2 separate regions of the Sus scrofa genome follow, and region 1 is linked to region 2. A link is a contact called in public Hi-C data. All regions are on one chromosome and are shown on one strand. The core of a region is the stretch at or near the end of the contact, and the rest is flanking DNA. Distances in the headings are between cores, read along the strand shown. Region 1 overlaps C6 (complement component 6). Region 2 has its middle 68 kb from the start of MROH2B.

The links. A called contact is a pair of places that touch in the nucleus more often than the background predicts.
Region 1: a contact with region 2 is called in a Hi-C map of liver, with 2.7 times the contacts expected there. The contact joins two enhancer-like sites. A contact is called at or near these places in 5 of 47 Hi-C or Micro-C datasets (alveolar macrophages, heart right ventricle, liver and 1 more).

Annotation. Positions count from the first base shown.
Region 1 is chr16:26,077,070-26,082,689 of Sscrofa11.1, forward strand. C6 (complement component 6) reads right to left here. Exons shown (of 24, transcript NM_001097449.1): 4 at 4,835-4,991; 5 at 3,435-3,579. Among named protein-coding and RNA genes, the nearest start is that of C6, 9.6 kb to the right of the region's middle. Within about 2 kb of position 2,367, at least 5 of the 83 cell types and tissues checked have an H3K27ac peak or open chromatin away from gene starts, as enhancers often do. A contact at or near this core is called in liver, where this site is marked.
Region 2 is chr16:25,914,446-25,920,342 of Sscrofa11.1, forward strand. No RefSeq gene overlaps it. Among named protein-coding and RNA genes, the nearest start is that of MROH2B, 68 kb to the right of the region's middle. Within about 2 kb of position 1,951, at least 13 of the 83 cell types and tissues checked have an H3K27ac peak or open chromatin away from gene starts, as enhancers often do. A contact at or near this core is called in liver, where this site is marked.

The DNA of each region.
Region 1 (5,620 bases), core at 1,117-3,616, 160 kb after region 2:
TGCCTAGGTACTACAGTATTATGTAGCAGTTTGAATGAATTTAGAAAATAGTACCAATTCCATGTACTGGTATAATTCCCCTTCTTTTTAAACTTGTTGAATTTCATAAGGATCCTTGGAATGAGTGTGCACCTATTCATTACAGAAATTGAAATGCTTTATGTACAATGACAGATAGCCCCTCTGCCTCTTCCTACAATCAGGGATGTTGGTATCTGTACTATTATGTGCAGCTCTCTTTGACAGTGATGAAATGTTTTACTCAGGATTATCTGGTTAACTGTTTTAAATTGTGAGGAACATTTCACTATAGCTACGCATGACTTTTTTTTTTTTTTTTTGGCCATACCTGTGGCATGCAGAATTTCCTGGGTCAGGAATAGAAACTTTAGCAGTAACCAAAGCCATAGCAGTGACAATGCTGGACCCTTAACCCTCTGAGCCATCACAGAACCCCTTTGCATGGCTATTTTGAATAGTTGAAATACTGAGGAAATTGGATATTCTATTGAATTAATTTTTTTTTTTTACTAATAGAGAGTTCCCTAGCAAGCACTTAGTTTCAACTTTTTTGGTTAATAACCTTAGTAAGAAGGTAGAATATAATAAAAGTAATTAAGTACTCCTTTGATTATTCAAAATCTTGCATTGCATCAGGATGATTACTACAAAGAATTATAGTTATAAGAATTAAATATGTCCTGTACCAAAGAATGAATGGGAAAAGGTGAAGGAAAATTTGCATAGTACCGGATTTGTGGAAGTCAGCATGCTTTAGTTAGTGTATATATAATAGTAATTCTAGAATCCCTTTCCCATTACAGTGAGTTTGCTGTAGAAGTCATGTTCTGATGGAGAAAATTAATGTATATATACACACACACACATATATTTTATGTGTGTATATACATGGACATATTTTATTATATATATGTACATATATATACATATAATATGCATGTGTATATATACACACATATATACTATACATATATATACTTACACATGGAAATATATAACCATTTAGAAATTGTGCATATTTTTCCTATTTACTTGAACTGATTTGTTCAAGTAAATAATATACCACAGTGGTATATTATTTTTATAACCAGTTGCAAATTCTCATCTTAATGCTTAAGATTAGGACTTTGAGGGAGGAGTTGGCATAATGTGTAGGGGTTAGCATCACGGCTACTTCCCAAAGAACTATGCATATATTAAAATGATAGATTTAATTTGGGGGGACTCTGAACAGAAATCATGAGAAAGGAAAGAAAAGGTAGTTTTTTTGTTCATTGAGGACCTAATATCATCTTGAGTCAAACAAATAATGGTCCACCCACCCTTTTATTCCCTTTGAGAGTGGCATTAGTGATGTTTCTAAGACAGAATCTTCAGGGGAATATTTAACAACCAATAGGCCATGGCACCACCCAGTCAGAATGGATGCCAGCCATATTTGTGCCAGGGGTTAGCTAGTTAGTGGCTAGATCCTGGGAAGATCTAGGGATTCCTGGTGAAGAGATCTGGATGATAGGGCAGAGGTCACTAAGACAGCTCAGGGTAGCAGCTACCTAACAACCATTACAGATACATTTCAACAGTTCAATTTTTACCACTAGCTATGGACATAGTGCTGATGGACTAGAGATCAGCGTGCCCACACCACTAACTTTCATGAAATTCTCATCATGATGGTAGCCCATGGATGTATCAAAAGCCTTCTCAAGCTTATGGATGTTTTTGGCATAAACGAACTCTTTTGTAATGAATTTCATATAATCTATTGAATAAAAGAATTCTTCCTGATAATCTATTCAAAAACTACCCTTCAAGCTTCAAATAGTTGTGCTTCAGTTCTGAATTTTTATTTTCATATTCTGATCTAAAGCTTAGATCTGAACTCCCTCAGCCATTACCATCAAGATTTTTCTCATATTCACTCTTTGTCAATACGTGATATACCTTATTTATGTAGATGTAATACATTTCTCTCTCCTAATGCCTCACCCTCATATCTCAGGTTTGGGGTGTGTCAGAGAAAAAACCCTGACACCAGCATTCAGTCTGACATCCAGAAAAGTTTGGCAAAGCTGAAGTCAAGGAGCAAGGAGTAAAAAAACCTTAGATCCAAGTCTGGGGTGAGTTTTCTTTAGGAATTTGAAATCTTCTCTCTAGTTCTAAATACTTTTCAGGGTATTTCAGAGTACACAGAAACGATGTGGATTTTATTCATCTGAACTCTAATTTTAACTTTAAATTGAGTATTTACATAAGAAATCAGTGAACTATGGCCCAAGGACTAAAACTGACCTGACACCTGCTGTTGTAAATAGAATTCAATTGGCACACAGCCACGCTCATTTGTTTATATACTGTCTATGGCAGCTTTGAAAGTATGAAGCCAGAGCTGAGTAGGTGCTACATAGACCGTATGGCCTGCAAAGCCTAAAATAGTCACCATCTGGACCTTTACTGAAAAAGTTTGCAGAAGTCTGATCTATCCCGTTCACAGTGCTCAGCTTTGGAGCGCTATTAATTAGCAAGAGAATACATAGTTTAAGTGGTATATTCAAGATTTGACTGTAATCTAATGATACTTAAATATCAGAGGTTATGCACTTGAATGAGAATTGGACTTGAAGGGAAAATTGCCATAGTTAAATCATTCTTAACCTCCTCTCTTGGGATTACTTTTGGAGCCGTTCAATGGAATGCGCCAGAAAATTTGTCACGTCTCTAGTCCTCCCTTTGACAAACTATCATACTGTTAATATTCTTATCTTAATAAACTATATTAAAATCTTTTAAATCTGTCACTCTTTTTCAATTGCTTATGACGATTTTGGATTTGTACTTTTTTTTTTTTTTTTTTTTGTCTTTTTAGGGCCACCGAGACATATACAGGTTCCCAGGCTAGGGGTCTAATGGGAGCTGTAGCCACTGGCCTATGCCAGAGCCACAGCAACACCAGATCTAAGCCGCATCTGTGACCTACACCACAGCTCACGGCAATGCCAGATCCTTAACCCGCTGAGCAAGGCCAGGGATTGAACCCACAACCTCATGGCTCCTAGTTGGATTTGTTTCTGCTGCACCACGACAGGAACTCCAGATTTGTGCTTATTAATTGCCAATTTTTAAAAGTATCTGCCCCTTCCTCCTTCACCTTTTCCTTCCTCCTGCTTTATAACAGTGTAGGAGCTGGGCATCAGTACTTGATGAGCAAATGAATCAGGTAAGTGGTCAAGATGATTAGAGCTTGAAAGCTGTAATTTTACATATGAATAGTGTATAATTGGTCACATAACAACCCTGTCTCCCCATGCTTAAAATATGGTGGGACCTCTCTATTGTGGTTTTCACTGGGAGTCAGTTGGAATAACATTAGTCATTTTTAGTGGAGACCAGAACATCTTCCAAAAGTCCCTTACCACTGTCACAGCGGAATTTATTCTTGCAGTCAACCTCTTCAATTTTGCAGAGTTTAGATGGAATACATGGTCGAAAGGTCATGAGTGGCTCAGTACATGGTTGTCCTCCAAACTGATTGGGGTGCAAGATGGACCTAACCTTAAACTGAAAGGAGAGAAAGGTGAGTAATTGAGGCTGGGTCAAAGCCAAGAATTATCTAAGAAAGCAGAGCTTCTTCATCACAGTAGTCATTTTTCCTATGGTGGTGTTTCCTAAATTGACTGACTAATCATGTTTTCCAGTTCAGTTATGGTATGTCCTTAGGACGTCAATACATTTTGGGTCTCACTTTTCCACCCTATAACATGAGGAAGTGGGACAAAAGATTTCTAAAGCTTATAATTCTGAAGTCATACAATTCTAAATCAAATTGAAATAAAAAAGGCACAAATATTTACTGATCTGTCCTGAGTGCAATAAATATTCCAGGGAGTAACAGAAGCCCTTTTATTTCCCAAAGATAGTGTGAAGTGATAAATGCGAAAGGATTTGGGGGCTTTTTTGAAGTCACCATGGAAACCAAGGCTGACATATTCTTCACACTTTAAAATATTTTAAATAGGCAATAGTAAAACAAAGAGTCAGGGAAGGATAGAAATTAAAAAGTACTGACTTTGGAGTCGGAAAAATCCAAATTCAAAAGGTAGCCTCCTACTTATAGTGATGTATTCTTGAGCAAATCGCTTAACCCCTTATGAGCTATAACTTCCTCATCTATAAAATGGGTAGAAAAACAATGTGAAGTGCGTTTGAATAAGGTATGTCAAGGACCTAGACTGGTTTCTCACAGAGAGAAGATGCTCCAGCAATGAGTCCCTTTTACTTTCCTAACGTGGGAATGCTTGGCACTTGCCCTGATTTGGGTTCATGTGGGCCAGCGCCTTTACAGGAATGAACTTGAGGTGGGTAAATATTGCCACTGGGAACAATAAACAAATTGAGGGACTTTCCCATAGGAGAATGGAAATTAGAGAAAGGGGAAGGAGTTATTTTAATGAATGCCCCTCATTTCTGTCTGTTTGCAACCTTGGCTAGAAATCTCCATTTTTTAGCACCTTTTTTTTTTTTGATTTTTTGGCTTTGTGAACTCTCAGAGAACACAGGCAGAAGAATTTAAGAGCTGGGCAGTGCAATACAAATCCCCAGGGGGCAGAACTTCCTTTTGGTGTTCACATGACCATAAGACATGCAAAATGAATCCTCCTTCCACCGCAGTATGGCTAAATGGAATTTTCCGTCAGTTGAAACTGGGACAGTCTCTTTTCAGAAATGGAAGAAATTCAGCATTTCTAGGAGTTTTGAGCTACTGGGGCTCCGATAAGTGATTCCAATTTCCTGACTATACCCACATATCCCCTACCTGTTTTTCAACACAAGGGTCACAATCTGACCATGGTCCATAATCTCCCAGGAGGCAATTGATAGGACAAGTTTGCCAGTTACATTCTCTGGTCTCCTGCTTGGTGCAAAGCCGGTCACAAAAGTTGTCAAGATAGTACTGATTTATAGTAATTTGTCTGTAATAGTGAGGAAAAAGCTACTTAGAATGAATGGGTTCACTCTTGCTCCAGCCCCACAAGAAAAATATCATTGACTCAACACAGCGAATAAAAGAAAAGAAGGTTTTCATGGAAAATCAGGGCGTCTGGCATCTGTGCAGTTCTTAACACTTAATGGAACTCAGAACTAGGTCTAAAAACCATTCTCATTTCTGAGAATACTTGGGACAACATGAGGGCCTCATGTTAAAAAATTATTAAGAATTTCAAGAATGTGATGGCAGAGCATTAAGCCACCCCAGAGCCCTTCTCTGTGTGGGGCCCTGTGTGACCGCATGGGTACATGTCCATGAAACCGGCTCTGATGGAATTCCTGGAAGGGACTGAAAGGGAACAAAAAGAAAGAAGAAAATTTCTGCAAATGGCTTAAAAGATGACAACACAAAGTGCTAAGGACCATGACTGAGTTAGAGCCAGAGGGCTGTAGGACCAAAGATTCAAGGAGAAAGTGACATGAGAGATACATTTTGAAAAATGCATGTGAATTTCCCAGGCAACAGAAGGAAGGCATTCAGAGGGAACAGCATGTGTAAAGATTAGAGGTGGGGGAGTAGGACATGCCCATGGAGGAACTGTGGGATGAACCT
Region 2 (5,897 bases), core at 701-3,200:
GGGTAGCCAGATGTGATGACATACCCTTCATGGGAGACAGGGATGTCTCCACATGCTGCCCCCATACCACTTAGCCCTTGGGAATTTCACTGAGGCAGAGGCTCTCAGTTTAGTCAGAGCAGCTGCTATTTCTTGCTCACTAGGTCCTATAAGCACATCATTGGTACAAGTAGTTGATGTGACATTTTGCAGAAGAGAAAGATGATCAAGTTTCTGATGAACTAAGTTATGCCATAAATCCTGCTTGAGCATACTGTTGCATATGATCCTTTAAATACACTGTTGAATTTGATTTGCTAATATTTTGCTGAGGACTTTTGCATCTATGTTCATCAGGGATTTTTCTTATAATCTGATTGGAATCAGGGTACAGATAAATTTCAACTACTCCCTACTTTCTCAGAAGAATTGAAAAAGTTCTGGTTAACTTGTCCTTCAGCAATTCTCCAAGTTCCTTATTTTTAAAATAGAGCCTCTTTTTGACCACTGTGCGGTTGAGGTGTTAGGGCATTGGTTAATTTAATCTGCAGACATCCTTGTCTGGTTTTGGTGTTAGGATAATGCAAGCCTCATAAAAGGAGTTTGGAAGTACTCTTTCCTCTTCTATTTTTCAGAAGCATTTGAGAAGGATTGGTATTGATTCTACTCTAAAGGTTTGGTAGAATTCACCAGTGAAGCCACCTGGTCCTAGAGTTTTGTTTGTTGGAAGGTTTTGGATTACTGATTCAATTTCCTTGCCAATAAGTGACCTTGACATTTCTTTTTATAATAGTTCTTTAGCCCAAAAGTCTATCACTTACTGTCTGACTTCCCAGCTTATATACTATGTTAATTACATGATATAATACTAATTTATTATTTTACTACCTTTGTAAAAAAATTTTTTTTAATTCTTTTTTTTTTTTTTTTAGGGCTGCACCTGTGGCGTATGGAGGTGCCCAGGCCAGAGGGTCGAATCAGAGCTACAGCTGCTGGCCTGCGCCACAGTCACATTGGATCTAAGCTGCATCTGTGACCTACACTACAACTCACAGCAATGCTGGATCCCCGACCCACTGAGTGAGGCCAGGGATCGAACCTACATCCTCATGGATACAAGTCAGATTTGTTACTGCCGAGCCACAGTGGGAACTCCCTATTTCACTACTTTGATCAAAACCTTCTTTTGATTACCCAGTGTCTTTCAGATAAAGTGTAACTTGTTATTCAATATTTGGCCCTTTGCTCTTTAGCAATCTTTACTTCAAAATAACACCTTTCTGCTATGGTCACGGGGCTCCATTCTATCTTCTATAGAAAGTTACAGGCTAGAAAATGGCCTCAAAAGCCTGACTACCCCCATTCAGAGGCCTGGCACGTTCTCACTATTCCAGCTTTAAGCAGAGCCTCTAAGGGTTGGATGTGGGGTCATTAATAATTTTCTTATAATTCGATTGGAATCAGGGTAAAGATAAATTTCAACTACTCCCTACTTTCTCAGAAAAATTGAAAAAGTTCTGGTTAACCTGTCCTTCAGCAATTCTCCAAGTTTCTTATTTTTAAAATAGAGCCTCTTTTTGACCACTGTGTGGTTGAGGTGTTAGGGCATTGGTTAATTTAATCTGCAGGATTTACCTCAGAATAGTTGGAGGAAATGGTAGGTAAGGTAGAAGGACTTCTTATCTTGTGTTTTGCAGTGGCTCCCAAATTGAAAAAGAAGCTCTTGGACACATATATTTAGAAAACTGTGTTCTCCAAATTTATCTTGCTTTCAGGTAACTACATAATTCAATAAATAAAATCCGGGACAGTGTGTCCAGAAGGAATACAAATAAGTGAATGTGTTTGGTGGAGAAATAAAGTTTGGCAAAGAGGGGTAAGAAGCAAAGGCCATTTCTTAGGTCATGACTTTGATGATTTATATCCATACACAGATACACACACACACAGACACACATACGAACATTTTTGTGATGAAATCCCACTGTCCTTCCCTCATGTTGCTCCTGACTCTACCCATGTTTTCTATTGTCTCAGTTTTGAGGATATCTGCAATAAATTAGAAAGAAAGATTCCAAGGAATAATAATTCCCAGACAGCAGCTGTAGAAAATGTCAGAAATCTTCTGTCAGGGACATAGACCAAAGCTCCCAGTTAACTCACAGGCGGCTACCATGTCTGCCATGTCTGACTGACTCGAATTTTCTAGCTCTGTACCTGGTAATGGTGGCGTTGGGGATGAAATCAAGTAATTGCAAAAACACCGTTAGCAAATCTTGGCTATAGTCTTGAAGTCTCTTGAGGGCTCCAGAAGAAGTGCCTAGGCTTATATTTTATCTCTTAAAACTATGGTGGTGCAGGGACAATCCCGACTGAGTAATTCGCCCCATCCCCACCCCCAGCATTCCCCCCCTCCTCCCAGGTTTCTTTCTCTGGAGGCCTATTTCTTTTTTTCCCATCTGTGTTTTTCTTTTCCTCTTTTCTGGTAAAACTGCCTTCTTAGCAGGGTCAGCCAAGCTAAACGTTTCTGATTTACCAGCAGAACACTGCCTCTCATTGTTGGGTTAAAGGGCAGAGCGCTGGATTGCAAAATAATGTGATTCAGAGTGCTTCAAAGTAGCACTGGTCCATTAAGCATTCAGTGAACATTAAGGACTCTCTATCCTAAAGTAAACATAAGTTGAAAAATGATTACATGTGCAAAAGATAGTGAGGCAAACAACAGGAGTAAGATGAAAACACAAACCTGTAATTTCTCCAATAGTACTTGACCATACATTTCCTCTGTGACTCTGTTTCCCTGAGACCCCCGAGAAGTTTTCTCTCCTGAGTAACATATATGTGTTTGAACCATGAAGACGAACCACAGGGGTCGGGGGCGGTGGGCATAGGAGGACTGACAGGAAAGAGAGGCACCAAGGGGGGCCGGAGGCCATTCTCTGAGAGTGAACAGTAGTATTTGGGAGGGATTAATAGACATAGTTATTGAGGAGACTGAATAGATCTAAATTGCTCCTATCACACAGCCTGACTGTGGCTTATTCTTACTATGTTAGAGCAAGTAAGAGGCTTCGGTGGGGAACAGCAGTGAGTAAGAGGCCGCCAGAGCAGGAGTTCCAGCTGCTGAGCTGGGGTCTTCAGATTAAGGGGATGCCTTATCTCCATCCTCCTGAGAAAGGCAGCAACATTCATCAGGGCCACCAGGTTTGATCCCTGCACTTGCTCAGTGGGTTAAGGATCTGCGTTGCTATGAGCTATGGTGTAGTTCGCAGATGCAGCCTGGATCTGATGTTGCTGTGGCTGTGGTGTAGGCCGTGGGCTACAGCTCCAATTCAACCCCTAGCCTGGGAACCTCCATATGCCATGGGTGTGGCCCTGAAAAGACAAAAAAAAAATGTGATTCTAATAATATATTTGTTAACATTCTCATAATTACACTATATGGTTAACATTTACTTAATGATTCTGTATGAGGTTTCTAAGGGCTTTACATGTAGGTTAATACATTTAATACTCACAGTAGTCCTTGGAAGTAGATAATTATCCCAATTTACAGCTGTGGAGGACTTCCTTGTGGTGCAGCAGGTTAAGGATCCAGTGTTGTCACTGCAGCAGTTCGGGTCGCTGTTGTGGTGTGGGTTTGATTCCTGGCCTGGGAATTTTCACATGTGCAGCCAAAAAATAAAAAACAAAAAGTACAAAACCAAGCAAATACTTGCTGAACCAGTTTACAAATGTGAAAGCACAGAGAGAGGTTAAATGATTTCCCCAAGTCACACAGCTAGTAAGGAGTGAAGCTGGAATGTGATAAAAAGGGTCTCTGAAACCCTTGTCGGGGTAAATGCTTCTAAGATTAGGGTTTAGACGAAGGTTCAGTTGTGATGTATGTTTCATGTGGCCATTCTACCTAATTTCCACCAATTAATGATAAGGAAGGCTCTTTGCCAGATGCTTGGATGGGTGGAGAGTAATAGTGGGGCTGGATATATAAAAAGGTATGAGACAAGGTCTTGTGTCAATGAATTTACACTCTTGTTGAGAATGTCCTAGAGTCTTGGGTGGCTCAGTGCAAATTCTGTTCCAACTCTTTGCCCCAAGTTCTGAAATTGTCTTGTGCAATAGTGTGACTACTTACATTTGGCTGCTTAAATTTAGTTAAACTTTAAATTAAAAACTTAATTCCTCTGATATCCACATTTCAAGGGTCCAGTTGCCACATGTGGCTAGTGGCTACCATATTGGTCAGTGCAGATATGGAACGTTTCATTTCCATCATTGCAGAAAGTTCTATTGAAAAGTTTGTTTGAAATGTCATTTGACTTAACACATCAAAGAGGTCCAACTAACCCCTATCTCTTGCCTTTTTTTTTCTTGCTGTTTTATGTATACTGTGCATGGCAACAGCTTCTGACTCCATTAAGAATTTAATGAAAGCCATTACCCAGAAAACACACCTAGGCAATTATACACAGAAATTTGCATATGACTTCAGTAGGATCACGGACCCTCTGTGTAATAGTTACCCACTGGTGCATAGCAAATTACCTTAAAACTTAGTGGCTCAAAACAACATGGATTTATTATCTCATACAGTTTTGTGGTTCAGGAATTCAGGAGTGGTTTAGCTTAGTGATTCTGGCTCAGGACTCTGATTAGATTGCACTAGGGTTGCCAGATTTAGCAAATAAAAATACAAGACGCTCAGTTAAATTTGAATTTTAGAAAAGCAATAAATCATTCTTCAGTAGAAGTGTGTCCCATACAATGGTCAGAACACACTTTTACTAAAAAAATACTCATTCTTCACCCTAAATTCAAATTTAATTGGGCTTTCTGTATTTTATCTCCTAATCCAATGTTTCGGCTGAGGCTTCAGTCATCTGAAGGCTTTAACTGGGGCACATGGATCCATTTCGGGATGGCTCATTAACAAGCCTAGCAAGTTAGCTCTGGTTGTTTGCAGAAGGCATTAGTTCTTGGCCACATGAACCTCTTTTGAAGCTGCTTGAGTGTCCTTATAATAGCAGCTGGCTTTTCCGAGTGAGTGATTCAAGAGAGCACGAGACCATTTACACACTCCCTTTGGAAGTCATGCTGTCATTTCTGAACTATTGTTCTGATTGCACCAGTCATTTCTAGTTGCTGTGGGAGGGAAGACATGACCAGCAGGAGGCAAAATCGTGAGGAGCCATCTTGGAGGCTGGCTCCATCCTCTGCCATTTACACGATTTCTCATAGAAAATAAGCTCCAGGAGGGTAGAATTTTTCTATTTTTTCCTCATAGTTGTAGCCCACTGTGTCTATCACAGCACCTTATAAATTGTAGGCACTCAGTAAATATTTGTTAAATGAATGAAAACCTGGACTCTGGTCTAAAATCTCTAACCTAAAAGATTCTTTTCATCCCTAAAAGGTTTCGTAGGAACAAAATATACTTTCCCAAAGTGTTTGAGGATGGAGGGATTAGAATGTAGGTAATAGGAATTTATAAAGAGATACATCAATTTAATAACGTTGCCAGTGAAAGACTGTGATGGTGGTGGTGTTCAGTGAGTGCCAGGCTCTGTGTTAGAAACTTCTTCCCCTACACAGGATTTCTTGCGTGTAACCTTTCAGGTATGCAAGGTGAAAGAGAAAAGAGTTACGATTCTACTGCTCTGAAGGAGGTTAACCCATGGGCACCACACACACACAACTCAAAGGGAGGAATGCACTGGGATAAAAAGAGAAAGGAAATCATGGGATTTAATTGAATGTCAGGAAGGGTCTTTTGTAGAAAATATCTGCATGGTCTCGACACATAAATTACAACTCGAGAAAGAAGAGACAGGCTGAAATTTGTCATAAGACTGCTTTTTAGAAAGAAGAGAGTGTGGGCTGTAATCCAAAGCTGGCGAAGATAAGAGACAAAAAGACTA